Regions from separate parts of the Sus scrofa genome. Here regions 1 and 3 are each linked to region 2. Evidence: chromatin contacts called from public promoter capture Hi-C data. All regions are on one chromosome and are shown on one strand. Each heading gives the region's core, a stretch centred on a gene start, on an enhancer-like site or on the middle of the called end of the contact. The rest is flanking DNA. Distances are from core to core; before and after follow the strand shown. Region 1 holds the start of MRPL14 (39S ribosomal protein L14, mitochondrial). Region 2 holds the start of GTPBP2 (GTP-binding protein 2). Region 3 holds the start of HSP90AB1 (heat shock protein 90 alpha family class B member 1).

The links. Promoter capture Hi-C pulls out the DNA fragments that hold promoters and counts their contacts.
Region 1: a contact with region 2 is called in a promoter capture Hi-C map of liver, with 5 times the contacts expected there. The contact joins the promoter of MRPL14 here to the promoter of GTPBP2 in region 2. A contact is called at or near these places in 3 of 5 promoter capture datasets (fetal liver, fetal skeletal muscle and liver), 1 of 47 Hi-C or Micro-C datasets (heart right ventricle) and 1 of 2 datasets of contacts at active chromatin or transcription factors (alveolar macrophages).
Region 3: a promoter capture Hi-C map of liver shows a contact between it and region 2, with 7 times the contacts expected there. The contact joins the promoter of HSP90AB1 here to the promoter of GTPBP2 in region 2. A contact is called at or near these places in 2 of 5 promoter capture datasets (fetal skeletal muscle and liver), 1 of 47 Hi-C or Micro-C datasets (liver) and 2 of 2 datasets of contacts at active chromatin or transcription factors (alveolar macrophages and skeletal muscle).

Annotation. Positions count from the first base shown.
Region 1 is chr7:39,134,992-39,139,624 of Sscrofa11.1, forward strand. MRPL14 (39S ribosomal protein L14, mitochondrial) reads right to left here and starts at 3,345. Exons shown (of 3, transcript XM_001929561.5): 1 at 3,223-3,345. It overlaps TMEM63B (CSC1-like protein 2), which reads left to right and starts at 2,693. Exons shown (of 24, transcript XM_005666056.3): 1 at 2,693-2,967.
Region 2 is chr7:38,611,096-38,615,924 of Sscrofa11.1, forward strand. It overlaps GTPBP2 (GTP-binding protein 2), which reads right to left and starts at 2,121. Exons shown (of 12, transcript XM_003128412.6): 1 at 1,892-2,121. The coding sequence starts at 2,077. MAD2L1BP (MAD2L1-binding protein) reads left to right here and starts at 2,254. Exons shown (of 4, transcript XM_001929515.6): 1 at 2,254-2,391.
Region 3 is chr7:39,242,227-39,246,548 of Sscrofa11.1, forward strand. It overlaps HSP90AB1 (heat shock protein 90 alpha family class B member 1), which reads left to right and starts at 1,548. Exons shown (of 12, transcript NM_001244433.1): 1 at 1,548-1,789; 2 at 3,169-3,315; 3 at 3,607-3,813; 4 at 3,915-4,074; 5 at 4,219-4,322. The coding sequence starts at 3,169.

The DNA of each region.
Region 1 (4,633 bases), core at 2,095-4,594, 530 kb after region 2:
ATATGAGCTATCCAAGTAACAAAAACAACAGGAAAATCTATCTTATATGGGTCCAGATGTCAAAACCCCCCCAAGACAGGAGTAGGGCAAGACATGCTTCAAAGGATTCTTGCATCATGTAAGATTCTAGATGCTGAGGAGAATATAAATAATTAAGTTCAAAAGTGCCCAACAGTCCCCCACCTGGGGGGTGGGGAAGACTCTTGGGGAGGTTTTTACCCTATTCATCAGAAGCAAGAGGAAAACATTTTGACCATGGTTCCTTCATGGATTCCACCATGCACTTATTTCTCATTTCAGGTTTTCTGAAATGTTTCTTCTTCCTGTTAATATGTTTTTGTTTTTGGTCTTTTTATGGCCATACATTCACTTGGCATATGGAGGTTCCCAGGCTAGGTGGTCGAATCAGAGCTGCAACTGCCAGCCTACGCCATAGCCACAGCAACATAGGATCCTTAACCCACTGAGCAAGGACAGGGATCGAACCCACATCCTCATGGATACTAGTCAGAGTCATTTCCACTGAGCCACCACGGGAACTCCTCCTGTTAATATGTTAATATGACCCTCATTGGGCACAGGCAGAAAGAGATCCAGAGTGCACCACATGCTGACATGTCTAGCTGTTAATATTTTTTAAGTAACAATACATGAGAAATGCCTTCTAGTGATCCTTAGAGCTCCCCAAACCAGGTAACTACAGACTCCATTTCCACTCCAGATAGCCATTACTAGTGCTACCTAGCAACGGATCACACCAGCTTTACAACCATAAAACCAACACACCACATAAAAAGTTTCATAGGACAGATACATCCAAGAAGCACTAAGGACAAAATGGACGATTCCAAACAAGGGGGGGAAAAAAACAAAACACAAAAAGAACAGATGCCTTTTCACCAAAACTGCTTGCTCCTACCCCAAACAGCTCCCAGAATCCAAACCTACAAAGCTTACTTCCATCAGGCAGTCTACTAAACACAGCTTAACCCCATCTCCCTTTCTGTCCTTCCTACGTAATCCAACCTACTTCCTACCCCAACAAAATGCTTCTTGTTCTTACTCCCATAAGTGAAGAGTGAACTGTCCTTCTTCTGGTGTAGTAACAACCTTCCTGAGAAAAAGAGACCCACTCCAGAGGCATACGGAGGTTCCCAGGCTAGGGGTCTAATCGGAGCTGTTGCTGTCGGCCTACACCAGAGCCACAGCAATGTGCCAGATCTGAGTCAGGTCTGCCACCTACACCACAGCTCATGGCAACACTGAATCCTTAACCCACTGAGCAAGGCCAGGGATCAAACCCTAAACCTCATGGTTTCTAGTCAGATTCATTTCCGCTGTGCCACGATGGGAACCCCCCACTCTGTTCTTTTCTGTATATTCCTAGTACTATAAACTGCATTCTCGTGAACAATTTCAAATGACTGAAAATGCAGGCTGAGGAAGGCAAGAGTGCAAACAGGAGAACACAGGAAACAGATGTGTTGTGTACCTCTCTGTGACACGCAGAAACACACTGTACAACACTTCCTAATAATACACACTCATGTGTGTGTATATGAGGAAGCAAGCATCCAGAAACACTATTTCATTCTTTTTTTTTTTTCTATTCTACATCACTTCTTTTCTTTTTCTGTCTCTTTTTTGGGGGGAGGGGTGCACCCGAGGTATATGGAGGTAACCAGGCTAGAGGTGGAGTTCAAGCTTCAGCTGCCAGCCTACACCACAGCCACAGCAACACAGGATCCAAGCCTCATCTGAGACCTACACCACAGCTCACCACAATGCCCAATCCCTTAACGAGGGAGGCCAGGGATCAATATTGCGTCCTCATTGATACCAGTCAGATTCGTTTCTACTGAGCCACAACAGGAACTCTTCACTTTTTTTCTTTTTTTTTTTTTTTTGTCTTTTTGCCATTTCTTGGGCCGCTCCCGCGGCATATAGAGGTTCCCAGGCTAGGGGTCCAATCAGAGCTGTAGCCACCAGCCTACGCCAGAGTCACAGCAATGCGGGATCCGAGCCACGTCTGCAACCTACACCACAGCTCACGGCAATGCTGGATCCTTAACCCACTGAGCAAGGGCAGGGATCGAACCCGCAACCTCATGGTTCCTAGTCGGATTCGTTAACCACTGCGCCACGACAGGAACTCCATTTCTTAAATGATAGCCACGATCCACCAAATGGACTTCCAATCAACCAACGGGATGCAGTTTGAATGAGGATTCAGTTTGAACTGCATCAAAACCTTACAGTTATATCCCACAAGCTACTAATGAACTCTTTTAAAAAAAAAACAGCAGACAGCAAAGACACTGACCAACCACAAGAACCAGACACACCAGGTAGGCAGTGCCCTTCCTCGGTCCAGCAGCCCAGACTGAAGCATCTCCCAACCTTCCCACTTTTCCCCAGCAGCCTAAGTCGCTCTTTTGTGAAACCCTTTATCAATTCAGTCCATTCAATCTCTTAGGGTGGCAAAGTTCAATTACTGCCCATCGTGTAAAGCACTATTTCTCTTCTGTCCCAGACTGTCTCTCTTCAAGCCTGAAGGGATAAGACCCTTCCAGGAACCCAAAATTGAACGAACAAGTTGGTACTCCGTGTGACTTTGTGATCTGTCCTGTGGGTAACATACAGGAGTATGCACACGCGCAGACACACCCACACCCACATCTCTCTCATCTTCCCAGTCTTAATCCCTGGCAGATGCAGCCTCTGGTGAAATGAGAAACCTGGGAACCCCCTGGGGCCGGGGGAGCCACTCATCGGCATGACAGTGAAAGCGGTGGACTCATTCTCCACAGTACAGAAGTGCCAGCAAACGAGTCACAAAGTCATCTCAGGGCCCGGGTTGGAAAAGGAAAGGGAGAAGTAGACAAACCCGAGGAGCTGCGCCAGAGTGACCGACCGAGGCCACCTCGCGTGGCCGGCCAGCACCCCGCCCCTTCCTCGGGAAAGTAGGTAAGCGGGGGCGCGGGGTCGCAGAGGCCACGGGAGCCCGGGCGACCTTGGGGAGTGGGAGGGCGGAGGGTCTGGGTTAGAGGCCTCCCTCCCCGTCGGGACCCTCCCACTGCCCCTCTGCCCCCAAAGGGCCCAAGATCCTCCCCTTCCTCACCCACCCAGGGGAGTCCGCCTCCCCTACTGCGGGGAGCAGAGAGAGAGGGGAAGCAGCAGAGTTAGGAGCGTGACGTCCCCTACCCGCCCCCCACTCCATACCGCCTTCGCCGCCCTGGAATATCCCGCTGCAGGCCCCACTGGCCCAGGGCCGCCTTCCCCCCCACGCGGCCTGTAGTCCTGCGCCTGCGCATCGGACCCAGCTGGGCGGGCGGCGATCTGAGAGTGCGCGCGCGCCTTGCGTGAGCTGGCGTGGGGGGTGGGACCTTCGTGGCCACGCCCCTCCTCCTCCCCCTCCCTCCTCCCGCTCCCCCTCCCCCAGACACAGCCGCGGCCGCCGCAGGAGCCCGGAGCTCGAGCCGCCCAGCGACTCCCCCTCCCCCTCCCCCAGCCCCGCCCCGCCCCAACCCGGGGCTCGGAGCTGGAGCCGAGTCTGCGCCTGGGGGTGAGTACGCGACCCTTCCCCGGCCCCCTCTCTTTTCTTTGAGGATCCCACCACCATCCAAAGAAAAACCCCGGACTCGGCTGCGCGTCCCCTCCCTTCAGCCTCCTGCGGGACCCAGAGGTGCCCGGGCCCGCGGGACCCAGTGGTGCCGGGCGCTGCCCCCAACCCCGCACCATCCTGAAGCAATAATATGAGTCCTCCACCCCCTACAGGGGGTCCAGAGGTACACCGCCTTGTGTCCCCACCCCTTGAGAGATCCGAGGGGTGGGACCCCTCTCCCCTGGCCCCCTAGCTCCTCTCTTCTCCCACCTGCCCGGTCCAGGTGCGCGTCCCCTCCGCGCCCCTCCGGGGTTCCAGCTGCGCCCCATCAGCCCGCCGCCGCTGTGGGGAATCTGCCGCCCCCGCCCCCGAGTTTTGGATTCCACTGTCGCCAAGTCCAATGCCCTCGGTGTCTTTTATCTTTTCTCCTGCTCCAGGGGCCGAGTACCCCCGAGGTCGGCCCGGGGTAGGGGTTTGGGCTCCGGCAAAGGCAGGGTTCGCGAGTGCTGGCATGAGGCCGGCCGCTGCCCCAGCCCGACTAGGGACTGGTTGGAGGACTGGGGAGGCGACTGGCCCCGGGAGCGTGTCCTCTCCTTGCGCCCCGCACAGTGCAGTTCATTCATGAGCTGCCCGGGCCTGCCTTGGAGGGTGCGGTGGGGAAAAGATTCGGACGCGGAACCGGAGTGGGGCAAAGGCCCTGTTGGGGGGAGGGGGTGTGCTTTGTCCCTCCTGGCCTTCTTGACTACCTAGAGAGGACAGTTCCAAAGCTTTGGCGCCTTGTTCCCCAGAAGAGAAGGACGCTTGGGAAGTGGCGATGAGAGGTCAGAGGGGCCGGCTGCCCTTGAGGCTCTGTGCTGCCACCTGCCTAGGTCCTCTGGGTGGAGGTCTGGCCACTCAGCGCTCCACTTCCCAGGAGGCGGGTGGGGGGCGTTCGGCCAGCCGGAGGGTCAGGACTCCTGTACCTAGGACCACTCTGGAGCCTCTCCCTGGGTCTGCAGCAGCCCGGGATGAGTGAGGCTATGCCCAGCC
Region 2 (4,829 bases), core at 871-3,370:
CTCCTCTTTCGATCACTGGCAGCACGTTCTTCCTAGACGCAAGATCACCCCTTTCCTTCTCCCTAGGGCCTCAAACTGCTGTCCGTACAGGTCTTTGTCTTCTCTGTGTCCAGGCTACTAAAGTCAACCTTTGCCACTGGTCTGGCAGACACCATGTCCTTCCTGCCCACCCCTCCCAGCTGATGACATCAAGAGTAAGAGGCTGCAAGAGGTTCTGGAGCAGGGCCAAAGGGTGAACTCAGCATCGGTCACTACAAGCCCAATGAGAGAGGGGCCCAGGTAAAAGACAGCAGGGCTCCAAAGCTGGGGTTCAGATGAAGAGAAGAAACTCCAAAAATATAAGGAAGGAGACAGACACCATAAACCAGACTCACTGTGCTTTTACCCTCCTGTCCCATAACCCTCAGGGCTCAGTTGAGGTGAAATCTTTTCTTTTCTTTTTTCTTTTTTTGCTTTTTAGGGCTGCACCCACGGCATATGGAGGTTTCCAGGCTAGGGGTCGCGAATCAGAGCTACAGCTGCCGGCCTACACCACAGTCACTGGAATACCAGATCCAAGCTGTGTCTGCGACCTACACCATAGCTCATGGCAATGCCAGATCCTTAACCCACTGATCGAGGCCAGGGATCCAACCCACATCCTCATAGATCCTAGTAGCGTTCATTAACCGCTGAGCCATGACAGGAACTCCAAGGTGAAAACTTGAATCCACCCCACAATGGCCTTCTCTTCCCTGTATCACGTAACCCAACACGGAAGCATCCTGTTGCCTGAGCTTCCCCCTCTCACGTGCAAAAGGATATACAATTTGCCTGGTCTACCTGTCCTGAATTTCTGCACTCCTCCTCCCTGGACATTTTATTTTTCTTCTCCCCTTCCTGTCATCATTCCATCCCTTTGAAGGCTCTCTGACTCCCAGGCTCTTACAGGGCTTCACCCATAATCTCCATCTCTTGGAATATAATGGAAATCTTTTCACATCAATAAAGACCTTCCTTGTTTATCATTTTGATGGAGGTGAAGAATAAGTACGGGTGGCTTCAGAAAAGTGGTGCAAGGATGATGGTCTAGGATAATGGTTCTCAACACGTGGTCCCAGGACCAACAGCATTCACATCACCTGGGAACTTGTAAGAAATGCCGATTATCAGGGCCACCTTTGACTTACTCAGTTGTAAATTCTAGGGGTAGAGCAGCAATTCAAGTGATTGTGATACATACTAAAGTTTGAATAATCACTTGATGAGGATCTCCCCCTTGGGTTCTCCTTTTCTAAGAGGGATAGAGTAGCAGTTATCCTCTGCCTTAGGGACAGATGGTACGGGTAGGTGGAGGCTGCCACCACTTCCTCATAGGACAGGCAAAGGGCAGGAGGACTAAGCCTAACTGTTTTCTGGTGTGTGTGTGTGTACACACTCAGGGATAGGGACAGAATATATTGCTCTTTGTGTGTGTGTGTGTGTATACACACTCAAGGATAAGGACAGAACACATTGCTCCTTCCTCGGGTACTCCTCTCCTCCCCGTAGAGCAAGTTTAGAAAACTCTAACTCCTCATCCCAGAACGCACTCTCCCTTCTCCTGTTGCAGCACAGGGAAGGGGCCCGGGGATTTTACTCTGCTCTTCCCAAGGGGATCCCCTTTTCCCACTTCTCCTGGAATTACCTACATCAGAGTGAGGAGATTCCCCTCCTCCCCTCTTCCTCCCCGGGGCCTGACACCTGGTGGGGACGGGGTCAATCTCTCTGTCCCTCCTCCCTGGGGTCCTCGAACCGGAAAAGAAGGGGGTCTTGACACCGGAAGGGGGGTACGAATTCTGTCTCGCCTTCCTGGAGTCCCAGGACCGGAAGGAGTGATTTCCTCTCACCCGGCTGCTTCTCAGGTGCTCACCTCGGGGGGCAGGTACGGAGGGTTGTTGGCTTTGCCCCCTCTGTTCCTTCCGTTCTTCTTTTTCCCCTTCGGGCCCCCGCAGCTGCTGCTGCCGCCGGCGCCCCTAGCCTTGAGGGTTCCGCCCACGGCCGGGCCCCCTCCGGGCCGGCAGCAGCCGCCGAACAGCTCGGATACCCGCGAGTCCATCCGCTGCTGCCGCCAGCCCCCCGCCCGGCCCCTCCCCCCGCCACCGCCGCCGCCACCACCTCCGCCACCGCCGCCGCCGCCGCCCCTACTGCCACCGCCGAGTCCGACCAGCCAGGAGGAGAGCGGGGTGGGGCTCTGCACAGGCCACGCCCCCACCCTGCCCTGGCTTCCAGGTCGCGTCAGAAAGAGTCGCGAGGCATCACGGGATATAGAGTCCTCAAGTCTGAGAGCTCCCTGGAAAGAGTTCGCCGCCGCCCTACCACTCCCAGGAGACATCGCGGCGCAAGGGGGCCGCGGGCGGCTTCGGGGAGTAGGTAAGGAGCGCGCCTATGCGCGCAAAGACCTAGGGGAGCTGTAGTCTGGTTCCCAGTCTCAGAGAGCTGAGCGGGTCTTTAATTAGGGCCTGGGGGTCGTGGGCCAGTTACCGGAGCGGAGGGCTTACATCCGAATTAAGCTTTGTGGGCGCTTCAGAGTTTGGCCCTTTGACGCCAGCCTCCACAACAAGTTTTGAACCTGGAGAACGCAGAATTTGGAGCGAGTGGTCTACTGGCTCCGCCCCTTCCTCAGTTTCTCCCTCGACGGCCGGCGTGCCGTCCGGGTGAGTCAGGACTAATGCCAGGGCGGAGGCGGATGGTGGTTAGCCTAATTAAGGCTTTTTTTGTTGCGAAGATTATGCCACCTTTATACAGTAGTCACTGCTTTATTACCAAGCTGGCACCCTCCGGGGGCTGGTTTTAGCAGCCCGAGACACCGCAGTAGCCCCGACGCGAGGCTCGAACCCATAAACAAGCCCCGCTGCCTTAGGGCCACCAGGATGCCCGCAGCGAGTATTACCCCTCCCCTTTGTTTTGAAGCCGAACCAATCCCGGAACACCGATTTTGGTTTTAAAACCGCCAGGGCTGTGGGAGGGGCCTGGCCCCTACTTGGGGCGGGGCTGGGGCTCCGGTTACGTCAACCACTGCGAGGGCGGGGGAGGTTTCCTGGAATAGAAACTTGGCCCAGGGCCCAGGGGATTGCTGACTTGACTTTCTTGCCAAGCTGTCATCTCGCTTGCTCTTTAGGGCTCTTGCAGTCAGCAAAGAGTAAACACATTCGGTGACATAAACCAGTGTACAAAACACTAGAAAGGCGGAGTGGGGAAGCAGTGTTGCTGGGCGGGGAGTCAGGACGCCAGAGTTCAATTCCCAACCCCATGGCTGACTTGTGACTCACCACTCATCCATTGTATGTCCACTTCCCATCTCTTCACAAACAGCGAGATGCTCATATAGAGACCAGAAACGAAACAGCCCTGCCCACCAGCCCTCGGTTTTCCTTGGAAAACTAGAAGCAGCAACAGTGGCTTACCTCTGGTGATCCTTTCAGGGGTTCAGACCTGGTGGAGTCCATGGCTTCCCCCAAGGACCACAAGGAGAAGACAGGCTACTGATCACGTAGTTGCTGTCCACATGGCATAACTCCCCAAATCGGTGATAGCGGAAGGGCCAAAATCTGCAAAAGGGCCGAGCAGACCCAGCCAATTATGTGATCTTATGTGATCGTCAGTGGCTGGAAGCACGTGCGACTTCTCAACCCCCTTAGCTAAGAAGGTTATGCTGCAGAGGTCGACCTTAGAGAGGGGCGAGGGGCACAACTTCTCCAGGGAAACTGCTACTTAGAGGCTGAGACAGAAGAACTCAGTGAGAGATCTCAAAAAGGATGGGGATTGGAAGTGAGAGCCAAAACTATTCCCCCGATATTCTCACCACCAGCAGCTCTGGGCTCTCTTGATAAGCAGGGCCTGGGCTGCACTGGCCTGATACTTGTTCTCTCATCGTCATGAATCCTTCAACCACCCCAACACACACACAGTTTCACTTTATTCTTCTCAATTCCCTTGTCTCCTGAGTGGAAAATTTATTTTAAGAGATGAGGAGGAATAACCCATTCTGATATCCATTCTTAACCTGGCTTACCACAAACAGGAGTGAAGGCCGGAAGGGGAGTAGGCTGACCCGGGATGTCTGCCCAGGAGACCAGATCCTGGGAGATGGAAGGTGGTGTATGTGTTTAGTTTCCTGGAGGGGTTGCTTATGAGGTGCTTATGAGGTGGTTGCCCATGGGGTAAATAATGGACGTCTGCACACAGACATTTTTTCCTGGTCTGTGATTAGTCATTCATTCTTTGTGTAGAGTACCTTTACATACATTTTAAACTCAGACTTAGCAATAGTTTCCTTTACATTTTCTTGGTTGTGTCATGTCCAAGCCAACCTCACTCCTAAATTATGAATTATTATCCACTGTTTTCTTCCAGGAGTTTTGAAGTGTTTGTGGGTTTCTTTTGGCACGTGGAGGTTCCCATGCCAGAGTTTGAACCAGAGCCACAATAGCGACCCAAGCTGCTGTAGTGACAGTGCTGGATCCTTAACCTGCTGTGCTACAAGGGAAATTCATGGTTTATGTTTAGATGTTTGATCAGTTTGGAATGTATCTTTATGTAGGATGTATAATAGGAACTTATTTGATTTTTTTTTTCTAAATGGTAGGGAGTTGTCTCAAGTTACTTTCTTTTAAAAAGTTATCCTCATTATATATACCAATAGCTACATGGGTCTGTTTCTGGACTCTCTTCTGTTTTATTTATTCCTGAGCCAATACCACAGTATTTTTTTTTTTTTTTTTAGGGCCGCATCAGTGGCACATGGATGTTCCTAGGCTAGGGGTCCAATGAGAGCTGTAGCCACTGGCCTATGCCACAGCCACAGGAAC
Region 3 (4,322 bases), core at 298-2,797, 630 kb after region 2:
AAGAGTAAGGAGAGATGAAATCATGAAATCGGGGTAGGGGTGGCACGGGTGATGAAGTCAGGAGTGTGGGGCAAGGAAAAGGAACGCGAGGGTCCTTTGTTCTTTGGAGTTCAACAGCTGGACAAAGAAGTGCTACAAGACTGCACACCAGGGCTGCCGAGGGAGGTCTGCGGGTCGGAGGTATCCCTCTCCCAAGCATTCCAGGGGCGGACAAAGTGGGCCACGAAGGGAGTTGAGGGAGTTGCTGGGCATCCACAAGGTCACGGCGCAGGGAGCGGTCATTCTCTCCCGGAGGGGCTGTGGGGCGGGTGAGCTCCAGAGATGAGGCCTTGGAAAGGCGAGGACAGCGTACCCGCCCCGAAGGCAAGCAAAAGCGGCAGGGCCAGGCGAGGCAGCTGGGCCGGCGCTTGGCTTGGGGGCTCCGGCGCCGCAGCAGCTGAAGGGGAACAACCTGGTTCTGCCCGCCAGGAGCGAGCAGCCCTTTGGCCAGCATGAAGGCGCTGGTGTCTTCATGCCACCTCCTAGAACCCCCGCCACCCAGCGGGGGTCCCTGGAGATCCTCCCCTCCCCAGACCTAGACAGTTGCAGGAGGGGAAAGAATTTTTGTAAAAAGAAAAGGAAACCAGATTGTATGTGCATGCCCCTGCGTGCGACACGCGTGGGCGGCTGCAGAGGCTGGGGAGGGTTTCTCAGGTAGCGACGCCACCCTCAGTCTCGGCTCCGAAGGCGGTTCTCGCAGAGCCGCCCCAATAACCCGTGTGCTGTGTGACTGACGGGGGAGAAAGGGGGGATCATCCCTGTTCCACCCCACCCTGGACGCAATGCTGAGCGAGCTGGGTCTGGCGGGTGGCGAAGAGGGTGCCGGGTGTAGTTGCCCGCCAGCAACATAGGATCGAAGTTGCCCACCTCTCCCGGAGATTCAAGCATAACGTTGGAGAGGCGGAGCCGCCGCAGAGGCACAGCCCAGTCCGCAGAAAAAGGGGTGGAGCCCCAAGGGAAGAGGGCGGGGCGGGGCGGGACAGGACCGTAGAGGCGGATCTGGAAACTGCTGGAAGATCGCAGCACCGCCACTGTCGCTCCTTCCGCCGCTTGCAGACAAAGAGTGCCCTCCACACCCGAGCCGGCGACCTTCTAGCAGCGGAAGCCACGCCCCGCAGCGAGACGCTGGCACTGCCCATTGTCCCCTGGGAGTGCCAGGGTTCGCGGGCTGCCCAAAGTTCGGCTTCAAATTCCCCAGTGTCCCCGGAAAGGACCCTTTCCCCTTATTGGGCAGTAGGAATGTGTAAGGAAGATTGTAGCAGGGAGGGAGCATAGGTGGGAGTAGTTGGTCCCCTTTCAGGTGTTCCTCTGGGATTCTTTGGTGTGGAGGCACCTGCTCTACAGGTTTTTACTGAGGTCAGCGGGGATTCTGTTCCCTAGAGCCACGGCATTTGTCCTATGAGTATACCCAACATCTAGCTCTGGTGGTGTCCTGTCTTCAGGACGCGGAGATGGGACTAAGAAAAAGTCTACACATGCGCGCCCTTGCTCTTCACCGCCCCCTCCCCTATTTTGGACCATGACGTAAAGGTGGGCGGGCAGCGGCAGGTGCGGGGCTGACAGACAGCCTCCTTTAAGGCGGAGGGATCTGGGGGCGGGCAGCGAAGGTGTGCTTCGCCTTATATAAAGCGACTGGGGTCTCACAGCCGTTCTCTTGAGTCACCCCCCGCGCAGCCTTGTTCTGGCGTGAGAGCCGGAGGCAGTCCTTCCCCGCTCAGCTTTGTGGTGTTTGTGATCCTTATCCTTTAAGGTAAGGTTGCACTCTTAAGGCATTTCTGGTTAAATTTCAGGTTGCTTTCGTCCATTCTGTCCTTTCTGAGACCCAAGTTTTTGTCGTGCTGGGGCGGTTTGCTGGACAACGCTCCCAATTTTTTTAGAGGGTGGGTGGAAGGGAGCTCTCGAGTTTAGCTTTTCCTTCCATGCTTGGTGTCGGGCCTTCTAGGCGGCTGTTAGGCCTGGGCGAGTGGGGCTGGGGGACTGGGCGGCTACACGTGGTAGCCGCGCCGGCCCGGGACGCTGCCATGTTTGCCCCTCTACTTCCGGACGCGACTACGGGGCGCCAGAGGGTGGGCAAGGTTGGTGGGTGTGCGGGCCCGGTGTGACTCAGCACAGCATGGTTCTGGGTAGGTTTTGCCATCTCTTTTATAGAAGGGAGTTTTTCTAGTCCTTAGTGTGAGGGTTTGCGGCAAAGGATGCTTTGGAGCTCCAGTGGCCCATCGTGCTTCCTGCTTCGAGCTCATTCCTGCAGTCAGGGTGGAGGGGTAGCGGAGGAGGCAGGCTTGAGAATTTATGGGAGCATTTCTTCGTCGTCCTCTTTTCTCCCCGTTGGCTGGAATTGTTCTGGAAGGTTCTGGAACTCGGCGCCCCGCCCTGGTGCCCGGATGCTGAGGCGAAGGGAGGCTGCGCGGTGGCGCCCCCTCCTCGCGTGGTCCTGGCCGACGCATGTCCGGCATCGACGAGCGTCGGCCCCGCGGACTACGCCACCATCTTAGTTGTATTTGGTTTGGTCCTGTACCTCAGTCACGTGTGCTACAGGGACAGAGTGGAGCCTTTTGCTTTATCGGTTCTTTGTCTTAATGGCATCCCAAGTGGGTATCCCACGATTCTCTCGCGTTAGCCTCCCTTACCACGTGAGGTAGCAATTTCACATCTTCCTGGAGGTGAAGGGAGAGCAGTTTCAAATGATAGCCCCTTTAAGGTAAAACTGGTCTGTTTGGGGGGGGGGCTCCCTCCCCTCCACCAGAAATGGTAGAACCGTAGTTACTAATTTGTACATTTGAATATGTATGTAGGTCTTCTGCTTATTCACATTTAAGAAACCGGGGTTGGGCGAGGTACTCTGCATGCCTAAGAGATTACCAGGTGATGAGAGGCTGCTGATCCGTGGATGGATCGCCTAACATCCTAACAAAATGCTTAAGAGACCTTAAGGCATTTTGGGGGCTGTATTAGCAGCCCCCCCCCCCCCCGCCCCTCTTATTCTCAGACTGAGGGCGCAGCCTGAAGTCTTTAAAGGAAAGGTCTTGCATCTCAGTACTCGGTTCAGAACAACTTGAACTGAACCTCTTAGTGTCTTTATTGTAATTGGGGTGAACTTGAGTCCAAAGTTCTTCATCTCTCTTATTTTAGATGCCTGAGGAAGTGCACCATGGCGAGGAGGAAGTGGAGACTTTTGCCTTCCAGGCAGAAATCGCCCAGCTCATGTCTCTCATCATCAATACCTTTTATTCCAACAAGGAGATTTTTCTTCGGGAGTTGATCAGTAATGCTTCTGATGTGAGTTCCCTGAGCGTCTTCATTGGCATTTGTTTGTTTCTCGAGTACTTCAAAGAAGGAGAGGGGTGATTGGGCATTTTGTGGGTTTTATTTTTGAAGGGAATATAAACTTCAATTCTAAAAAGGTTTTGCCTTGCTTTATGTGGATAGATGGCGTACTCTAACTGGATGTACGTCTCAAGCTTCAAATGAAAGGGGTTATCAGAAATGAGGTTATCTGGGAGTAGGAAAAAACTTTTTCTATTGGATGAGGTGGAAGCAGAATTGTAAAACTGCAATTTGTATTTTCAGGCCTTGGACAAGATTCGCTATGAGAGCCTGACAGACCCTTCCAAATTGGACAGTGGTAAAGAGCTGAAAATTGACATCATCCCCAACCCCCAGGAGCGCACCCTGACTCTGGTAGACACAGGCATTGGCATGACCAAAGCTGATCTCATAAATAATTTGGGAACCATTGCCAAGTCTGGTACTAAAGCATTTATGGAGGCTCTTCAGGTATGTGGTATTTCAGCTAGGCATGCACCATTCATATTCATTGATGTTTAGTTTGCTGTTTCTTCAAAACTTGTGTTTGACTTTTTAAAACTTTTTGGTAGGCTGGTGCAGACATCTCCATGATTGGACAGTTTGGTGTTGGCTTCTATTCTGCCTACCTGGTGGCAGAGAAAGTGGTTGTGATCACAAAGCACAATGATGATGAACAGTATGCCTGGGAGTCTTCTGCTGGGGGCTCCTTCACAGTTCGTGCTGACCATGGTAGGCTGATTTTCCTGTTGGGTGTCGGGGATAGAATTCTGAGGGAACAGTGGTAAAGATCTTGAGCATTCTAATGGTGAGACATTGGTCTTTGTTGTTCAGCACTTAGTTTTCTTTTTCACTCCGTTTTGATTGACTTTCTAGGTGAGCCCATTGGCCGAGGTACCAAGGTCATTCTGCATCTTAAGGAGGACCAGACAGAATACTTAGAAGAGAGACGGGTGAAAGAGGTGGTAAAGAAGCACTCA